Linked DNA regions of Mus musculus: region 1 is linked to region 2. The links are chromatin contacts, called in public Hi-C maps. All regions are on one chromosome and are shown on one strand. The core of a region is the stretch at or near the end of the contact, and the rest is flanking DNA. Distances in the headings are between cores, read along the strand shown. Region 1 overlaps Bcl2 (B cell leukemia/lymphoma 2). Region 2 overlaps Bcl2 (B cell leukemia/lymphoma 2).

The links. A called contact is a pair of places that touch in the nucleus more often than the background predicts.
Region 1: a contact with region 2 is called in a Hi-C map of CD8 T cells, with 1.7 times the contacts expected there. The contact joins two enhancer-like sites. A contact is called at or near these places in 5 of 39 promoter capture datasets (the 3T3-L1 cell line, the C10 cell line, embryonic stem cells and 2 more), 3 of 15 datasets of contacts at CTCF or cohesin (CD8 T cells, the NIH/3T3 cell line and large pre-B cells), 33 of 484 Hi-C or Micro-C datasets (the AML12 cell line, B cells, the C2C12 cell line and 17 more), 7 of 115 datasets of contacts at active chromatin or transcription factors (the 230-238 cell line, CD8 T cells, Th17 cells and 3 more) and 2 of 9 other capture datasets (adipose tissue and liver).

The regions. Positions count from the first base shown.
Region 1 is chr1:106,600,132-106,604,813 of GRCm38.p6, forward strand. The region is part of intron 1 of Bcl2 (B cell leukemia/lymphoma 2); the gene reads right to left. Gm37053 (a long non-coding RNA gene) reads right to left here. Exons shown (of 2, transcript XR_878433.2): 2 at 3,632-4,682. Among named protein-coding and RNA genes, the nearest start is that of Gm37053, 12 kb to the right of the region's middle. Within about 2 kb of position 1,345, at least 47 of the 459 cell types and tissues checked have an H3K27ac peak or open chromatin away from gene starts, as enhancers often do. A contact at or near this core is called in CD8 T cells and regulatory T cells, where this site is marked.
Region 2 is chr1:106,549,395-106,553,929 of GRCm38.p6, forward strand. The region is part of intron 1 of Bcl2 (B cell leukemia/lymphoma 2); the gene reads right to left. Among named protein-coding and RNA genes, the nearest start is that of Mir3473f, 5.0 kb to the left of the region's middle. Within about 2 kb of position 1,392, at least 4 of the 459 cell types and tissues checked have an H3K27ac peak or open chromatin away from gene starts, as enhancers often do. A contact at or near this core is called in CD8 T cells and regulatory T cells, where this site is marked.

The DNA of each region.
Region 1 (4,682 bases), core at 95-2,594, 51 kb after region 2:
AAAGGTAGATTCCATTGGATCTTTTAGGTTATTTGGACTTTATTTTGTAAGAAGTTATGTTTGCTTTCGTAGCTCAATAAAGTAGCTGCAAGTCGAAGGAGAGAACTCAGGTGCTGTAAGAAGAGGGCTTTAAGTCACTAGGAGAGAGTGTGTGTGCTAACAAAAGGAAGGCCAGACAAAGCAAGGCAGCCACGTACTCATACCCACCACACACACACACTCCACATACACACCTACACACACACATACATACACACAAGCACACACACATACTCACACACTACATAATCACTCATACTATAACACACTATACACACATCCTACACATGCCCATACTACACATAAATGTATACACTAAACCTGCATCACACACATCTCCACACATACCCTCTACACTTACACTACAACACATTACACACATCCTACACATACCTACAATATGCACAAATGTATATACTATACACATATCACACACCCTCACACATAAACATACTACGCACACACTGCCATAGTCCACACAAACACTACACACACTCACACTGCAACACACTACAATCACCCCCTATACAGATCCACACTGCACACAAATGTACACATTACATACACATCACACATACAGTCACATACTCTAGTCATACACACCACACATCTCACACACACACACACATCACACACACAGACACACACACACACACCTTTGAAGTAGGCAGAACCACACCTAAGCTTTAAGGATTCTGAGCGTCTGAACACACACATCTTACTGTTTTCAGACTCTTCCTGTTTTGTTTGCTGGAGTTTATTTTTGCCTTCACTCTGCAGAAAGCCTCACAGATAGGCTGGGTGATTTTGTTGTGTAGAAACCTCACCTCCTTAAATTCTCAGAATGCAGGCAGACACCACTACCGGTGTTCTTAGAGTTAGAGTCACACAACTCCTCGCACCAAACAGCAAAACCAAACCCACACTGCGTTAGGATCCCTGCCTTTATTTCCATGCAGCTTTTTCTTTATGACACAGGAAACCAGATAGGAGGCACCAGTGAAGATACCAAACAGTGGGCTACTAAAATGTTCTCTGCAACACGTATAGCAGTTAAGTGACAGATTCATCCTCAAAGGTATGATATCATCTGACCCTTTACAAACCTTGCATCAGACAGGAAGATTCTAGACACTTTTGTCACTTGTTAAAATTGATTCGGGACAATAAATTCTGACAAACATAATTTTTAAGGGACTTATAAAAATGTATTCTCATCTTTCTCGGTAGCATGATAGCCAAAGGCTAAAAATGACAGAGATAGGATGTTGAGTCACGTGATGGCTGTCATATAAGACTGGGGAGCTTGCTGCAAGGTGTGCCTGGATGGACCAGGCATCTTCTGTTAGCTGCACAAAGAACTGGTGCCGCAGAGGAGAACACTCAGAGGGGTAAGGGCTGTTCTTTCTGAAGATCTTTGGTTCCACTGCTACACTGATACCCAGTTGACTACAGTATACTAACAGACCATTGTTAGCTTCATGCAGAATTTTCTTTCCCAAGCTGCTTACATCTTGAGCATGTAACAAGTTATTGTAAGAAAAGCCTACATTTTCATCCAACACTGACATTAAGACTTACTTAATATAACTAGAATGTTTGGAAACTCAGATTCCCGAAAGTCAGTTGAACCTCACAAACCTCTCTATGCCCACCACCCCAAAGATCTACATGGGTGAATGATAACCAATATATATATATATAACTGAATGAAAGAGACTATTACACATACTGTCAAAGAAGGCATGGCTTTGAAATAGGGTTTATTACACAGATAATTAAAGGCCAAGTGTGGTGCCATGTCCCTTTAATCCCAGGACTCTGGATACAGAGGCAGGTGGATCTCTGAGTGTAAGGTCAGCCAGCGCTACATTCAACAACAACCACAAATTTATTTAGTTGGTTAGTTGGCTTTCTGCTACTCTAACGAATGCCACAAATAAATGAATTTAGTTAGGAGGGAAGGTTTATTTTAGCCCATAGTTCTTTGGCCCATTTCTTTGGAACTGTGGCATCTCAGTACTCTATATGAAGGGAGGTCTGTTCACCTATGGTGATGAGGAAACAAGGAAATGAAGAGGATCCATTAGGGGTTCCAATATCCTATCCAAGGACACATCCCACCGACATATCTTCCTCATACTATATACCCCAAATTCTAAAGGTCTTACCATCTCCCAATAGTGCCACAGGCTGGTGACCAAGCCTTCAACTCGGGCTTTGAGCGGGGGAGGGATCACTATATCAGCATATTCCCTCACTTAATGGATCAAATGCTGACTGCGTAAGTCTATAAAAGCTAGCTTTACTAGAATTCACAGCCTGGTTGTGGAGAAGACACCCTGAGACCATAACTAAACTGTTTGAGTCTCAGTTTACTTGTATGTGAAATAGAGAGACTTGGCAAATCATTTCCAAAGTTACTTTCAGCCCCATCATTCTATGACTAAATATTAATGTGGGCTCTGCCCTGTAAAAGACACTCTGCTAGATGCCATGCAGCAAACGAACAAGCAGAGACACGATCCAAACCGTGCCTCTTCCTGTTTATGGTGTCATTGCTTGGCTGCATTTCCAAACGGCCATCATAGCTACTTTGATTTGGTCTCAAGTTTCTCTTTAAATGTATGCCTCTCTTTGATGTTTAGAGATTCTTAGTCAAGTGGAGCTTGTGCCTATTTGAGTGAGCTCTGCCAGTCCGTCCCTATCTTTACCTTTGCCTTGCATTTCCTCTGCTGACAGGGTTTGTTTTCTTGGCACCAAACACCAGTGAGCAGCTTTGCAGTAAGGAGTAGGTATGCCCAAGCTGCCCTCTTTTTTTTTAAGGTCCAGATCCATATAGTTTCCTCTGCTCCCCAAACTGGGTCCTTTTCCCTCTCTTCTCTCTCAAGAACCAGCATGTTGGCCCACAGCCTACAGCCTGCATGAGCGACCTGTTTTAAAATCTGTGCATGTCGGACCTGTCAACATCCAGGCTCGGGAAAACAGACTGCCCTTGAGCAGAGCAGCTTTGCTAATCAATCATGCTTCAGAGAGTGGGCGGTTTGTACACAGGGACCACTTTGCTGTGACCAAGCGCCTATGAAAACATCTGAGGGTGAATTCAAGAAAAGGCAAAACAGTGTACTTTTCACGTCTGCTGCAGGAGGGCTGGGACAAGGTTTTATTTAAAAAACAACTCCTCCTTCCTGAAGGCCAAAAGTAGGCACACGGACTCAGACAGAATTCCTCTCAAGATTTACTGCGGACAGAGATAAGAGTTGAGTCTCTGCTTAGACACTGTATGTGAGGGCAAGTACAGAAACATGACCATTCCATTGTATGGTTAAGGTCTTTATTGTGATTAAGAGAGAGCAGAGGGAAAAAGAAGCAGACTGAACATGTATGTCCGGCATGCTGAGCTTGTCCAGAGCCATCTGTGAGAGAGGAGAGAATAGTGCGGAATAGAGAGGACAGAGGTCATAGAGGATAGCAGGAGACAGAGAGAGCACGGAGACAATAGTAAAAACATGGCTGTAGGAGGATGAATAGCTGCAGGGTGATTAGGGCAGATGAAGAGGTGAGAAGGAGAGATGCTGCTACCAGGACTTTGAAATGTAGAACAAGAACCTGTGGGACTGTGAGTGCCTGGAAGCACAAATGCTTACAAGACAGGCAGTCACAGGTATATGCCAGTGGAGCCATGTGTCTCTTCTGCCAGAGATAAGGGACATGACTCCTTTGGGCAATTGGGAACTGGTTTCCCAAGTTCCTGAAGAATGCTGGCTTTTATCTAACTGCTAGAAATCCTCCTGTGGTCCAGGTTGAGTTCATTTCTGGACACTTGGGCCGCCTGAGACCTAACAGACATGAGTTCACAGGCAAAACGAAACTCTAGGATGTGCTCCAATAATCAGAAACCAGAAATAAACTATGTTCAATAAAAAAAAAGTTTCTTACGGAATAAATCAAGTGGGACCACCAGTAAGGTGCAAATGTGCCAGTGAGCAAGGCAAGCAAATTGACACCCTCTGAAGCTGAGTTAGATACGAAACACAAAATTGCACTAATGAGATTCCATTAAGGGGAAATTTGCCACAGTTTGCTAGGTCTATGTCCTGGCTATAACGTAACATACACACTGGGACAGGTCACAGAAATCATCAGGCTTTTAAATGTATACTTGCTGAGATACTATATGCAATTTAAATGCCTCTATGGTAACTCTCGAGCAAGACCCAAAGCATCAATATATGAGGCATATCTCCTTATTACATACATGTTACTTTATTCAAAAGCATTTGATTTACAGATTTCACATGTTTGGTTATTTTAGAGGTAAGTTTGGAGCTGGGCAGAGGTCTCACTGAGTAAGAGTGCTTGCTGTAAAAGCAGAAGACCTAGGTTCAAATTCTCAGCAGCCACATAAAATCAGGGCATCAGTTTACGTGCCCATAACTCCAGTATTGAGGCAAAAACAGACAGATCTCAATGGTCAGTGAGCCTAACTACATTAGTGAGCTTAGGTTCAGTCAGAGAGTCTATCTCAAAGGATAAGGTGAAGAATGGTAGAAAAAGTCACCCAACATCTTCCTTTGCCTTTCCTCTTCGCACGCATGTAATATACACATAATCTCTGTCTCTGTCTCTCTTTCTGTTTCTCT
Region 2 (4,535 bases), core at 142-2,641:
TTTGCTTCTTGAGCCTTCCCTATTCTCCCAAAATACTGAATTCAGGTCTGAGGGAAAAGGAAAGGAAAAAAACAGCGTGTGAACACCGAGCTGAAGTCCACACAGCTGCCTGGCCTCAGGCGGTAGAGGAACGCATTGGCGAGGCATGAGAAGTGCCACTCTTCTTCCTCAGAGTCGCCACTGCTCAGTCAATGCAACTCAATCTTGGAGAGGCTCTGGGCCTGGAAGGCAGGGCTCTTTGAAGCATAGGCCAAAGACATGCATACAAGGAAACCTAATCTAAGCATCATTTGGTTGTAACTTGAAACCTGCTGGACAAATGACAAGAGATGAAAAGCCCAAATACAAAAAACAATAAAACTGCCTGCAATGGGTTGGGCCAGAGAAGTTTGGAAGATATTTTGTTATGAAAATCTAGGTAGGATGCAAATGAACGGGTGGATCTCAGGAGCCAAAGAGGGCACAAGATGAGAAATGTGAAGACCACCTCATTTCTTGAGCAGAACAGTTTGAAAGTAACTTACAAAGGTATCTGTGAGGTACTAGAGATCATGCAGCCAAAAGGCTGGTCAAAGGATACCAGGTCCAAGGGTGTTCTCAGACATATCCAGTTGCTACAGGAGTCTCACACCCCAGACATGGCCAAAGCCCTGGGCAGGAACTTGAAGGGTTCCTTGGCTCACCCACCACTTGACTTGCCTGGGTGAGAAACGACCCGGGGAGAAGCACAGATACAAGCTTGTGATGTGCACCAGCTCTGCAGATGCTGCAGGAAGAACAACCCATCCAGCTGTGGTTCAGGTCCCTCATGCATGGGGAGGTATGAAAGGCACACATGGAAATGGGTATAGAGTTACAGCTATGTCCTTCCATTCACCAAGTTAATCACAAAAGAGACTGAAGGCTCCATCTGTACCCAGCCTTGGCATCTCATCGTCAGCCTGCTTGTTCATTTCGACACCAATCATGATTTTGTGGAAGGCACTAAGAAGACTTTAAATATGATTTGTCTCTATCGTATAGTTTTTTGGTAATATTCTAAAAATTCAGGGTAGCTTTCCACTCAAAGCTTTTGGTGCATGTAGGCCTACTGACCCTGCAGAGTCTTGGCCAGGAGACTTACAACATGCTGCAGGGCCTCAGTGGAAGGCACTGGTGCCAGTTGTCTTGTTAGTGTGCTAAGTTACCTGACTGGAACAGAGAATGGATTTCTTTGGACTCATGAGTTGGGGAATGCTGTCCATCATGACAGGGAAGCCATGGTGGCAGGAGTGTGAAGCTGCTTGCTAACAGGCTGGCAGAGCAAGAGGCAGAGCAAGGCACCGAGTGGGCTGGAGGCCCGTCTCCACTCCTGATAAGCCCTACCTCTTAAAGGTTCTACAACCTCCCAAAACAGCACCACCCACTGGAGACAAAATGCTCCAACAAATGAGTTTCTGTGGGCTGTTTTACATTTAAACCAGAGTAGCCTTTTTTAGGGTGTTTCACCCACTCTGCCCACTGTAGCCTGCGTCCTAGTGGCCCTGGAAAAGGCTCTCCATTTCCCTTTCTGCATTCAGCTTTGGCCAGAGCCCTTCCTGGAATGCGATCATTTCTAGCTTTGGATTTACAACATGTTATTATTTGGGGGAGAATATCAGTTTACGTTATTGTACTATTTAAGAAAGTATGATGTGCATGAATCTTACTACAATTAGGTCATAAAAAGATAGCTAGCCAAGCTGAAAAATAGGCAAAGACTTTGAATGGACTAAATGACCCTGATGTGACCAATAAGAACATGAAAATATACTTAATATTATAAGTTGTTAGGGAACTGCTGTGGAAACTATAGTGAGCTGGCACTTTAGAACTCCTAAGATGACTGTAATTCCTAAAATGGACAGTAACAAGTGTTGATGAGGGTGTAGAGTGTTGGAGCCTTAACACAGTGGCACTGGGAATATAAAAGGCAATAGCCACGGAAGGAAACAGTTTGATGGATCTTTAAATAGTGAGCTACTGCATGAACCAAGAGTTTAGTATATAATCAATATAATTGAAAGCATATGCTCATATAAAAACTGTACATGAATATTCACGTCAGCATTATTTGAAATAGCCAAAGAGAAGAAATAGTCCAGCTATCTGCTAACTGATCAATAGACAAAATATCCTGGGCCTACACACTGCAATATTATTTATCCATAAAGGAATGAGGCTCTGCTATGTACTATATGCTGGGTGAACCTTGAAGCAAAAGCTAAACATGAAAGGATTAACATAAAGGTTCAAGTGCAGCATAATTCCTTTTATAGGAAATGTCCCAAAGGGTACGTTTTAGAGACAGAAATCAGATGAATTGTTGTCAGGAGTTGGAGAGAGGGAGGACTATGGAATAACTGTCAATGTGTACAGAAGTCCTTTTAGATTGATAAAAAAAATGTGTTCTGGAATTAGTGTAATAGTTGTAACACCTTTTGAATATTCTAAAAAAAAATGAATTGCTCATAGCAAGTGGAATTTCCTGGCATGTGAACTATATTTAAAAACCTGTCTTTCTTACAATCCATGAGGGGGATAGTTAACAATTTTACACTCTATGCAATTGGACAGGGTGTCTGATTCTCTAGCTCTGCTCCCAGTGGTTTGTGGGCTAGGGAGATTCCTTTCATTCTGACTGTCTCCCCCAGTGTTATCCAAGCTAACTGTGGTAGGATGCTTCATTCAACAGACTTATTCTGGGTGAGGATTCAGGCCAGCTGAGCATTCTTCGATATGAGGTGAGAGGCTCAGATTTGTGCAGGCCTTACATTCCCTTCCTCTGCAAACTGTTGCACTACTTGGATATGCACAGTCAAGATCTTCTCTGTTTCTCATGCATCCTTGGGGATATGGCTTGGGATGTGCTGGTGCATGCCAGAATATATGTCAGTATAACGTTGCAGGCAGTAACCTCCAGACTCCTCTCAGAGTGGTCCATCTGCATTGCACTCTGCTTCCACAGGCCCCTGCTCCTCTCAGAGCTCCCTGGGCTCAGGCCCCTCTGCTAGGGCCTCTGACCTTTTGGTGTGGGAGAAGGCCCTGTCTCCAGTGATTCTCTGAGCTCTTCTCCAGCCTCCCCACACCCTATGTTTCTATAGGGGACCTAGTGTACCATTTCTTTGTTTTCAAGAGACGGGGTTTTACTATGTTAGGAGGTTGGTCTCAAGTCAGGTCAAGTGGTCCTTCCACCCCAGTACCCCAAGTAGCTGTGATCACAGGCATTCACTATTGTGCCTGGCCTTCATGCTAATTTTAATTATTGTGCCTCAGACTGGGAGAAAAGTGTGAAACTCTGCTTGTCCTGGGTGCCAGATGGGATTCTCCGTGCCTCATGTGCAGTTTAGCATTTTGATAGACCCACCACTGACTTTCCTGGGATCTGTGGCTACTGTGTGCTCACTCACCTCCTTGTCTCTTGGCATCATCCCACAAGCCCCAGTGTCTACCTTTGTATATGAGAGTGACCGCAAGCGCTGCTGATACTCCACAGAACCAGTGGCAGCTGGAAACACTCACCCTGTAGGTCATTTCTTGGGCCACACATGCAGTGTTCCACTGTACCCGCCATGGGGCCTGTGAACACGTGGCATGGCCTAGCATGTCACTGCAAGAGTTAATTCATGAAAATATGCCAAAAATGGGAACTGAAAGCGCATGCTTATGAAGTTCTGCAGCTTGGCCTAATCACTGTCATCAGTATACCGCTGCTGGGGAGAGAGGCAGGGACAAGAGGGGGCTCTTCACTGATTAAACAGGGAGGACCAGAGCTGGGAGCCAAATGTTTGATTTTTCACGTGTTTAAATCAGCAAGTGTTGACTGAGGATGGTGGGAGGAGGTACAAAGCACCCGAGTTTCCTAATGGGGATTTGCTGAAAATGAGTTCAACCCTGGGATGGGATACGTTCCAGTAAGGAGCTTAAAGGAGACGCTCTTCCCATAGGGGACATTTGCTAGGCACTGGCAGCTCCCAGCCATACCTGGCCTGCAAGTGTCTCTTAAGACTGGATGTCTCTTCTGGAAATTCCACACCATATTGGCTCCATAACGCTTTCATGGAAGACCTATAGCACCTGGAACATCTGTCCCAGACCAGCTGTGGCTTTCACAGGATGGGCTCTTCCTACAGGTTTTGGTCTAGGACAAATAAGTCTCACACTCTTCTGAAAGCCTAATAGCCCACTCCAAAGTATCCCTTAAGACATAACAAGTCTCAACCTACTCCCAGCCTCCTACTCTGCAGCCCAGGGAACCATTCATTCACTCTGTGACGGTCAAAATGACCAAGATGGCCCATCAATCCAGCCATCAGTAAAAAGAAGGGTGATTACGTCTTCTCTGTCTCAGTCAGGGGCTGATACACGGTGGTAAACTCAGTGTGTTCCATGTGGGTGCGCTCAGGAAAATCTGCTTTTGTTTTGTAGTTTATAATTTAGCTCAGTTCACCTGGAAAGACTCAGCATGAATAAAACCAGATGCATTTCAAGGCACACTGGCTGGCTCTCTGACAAAC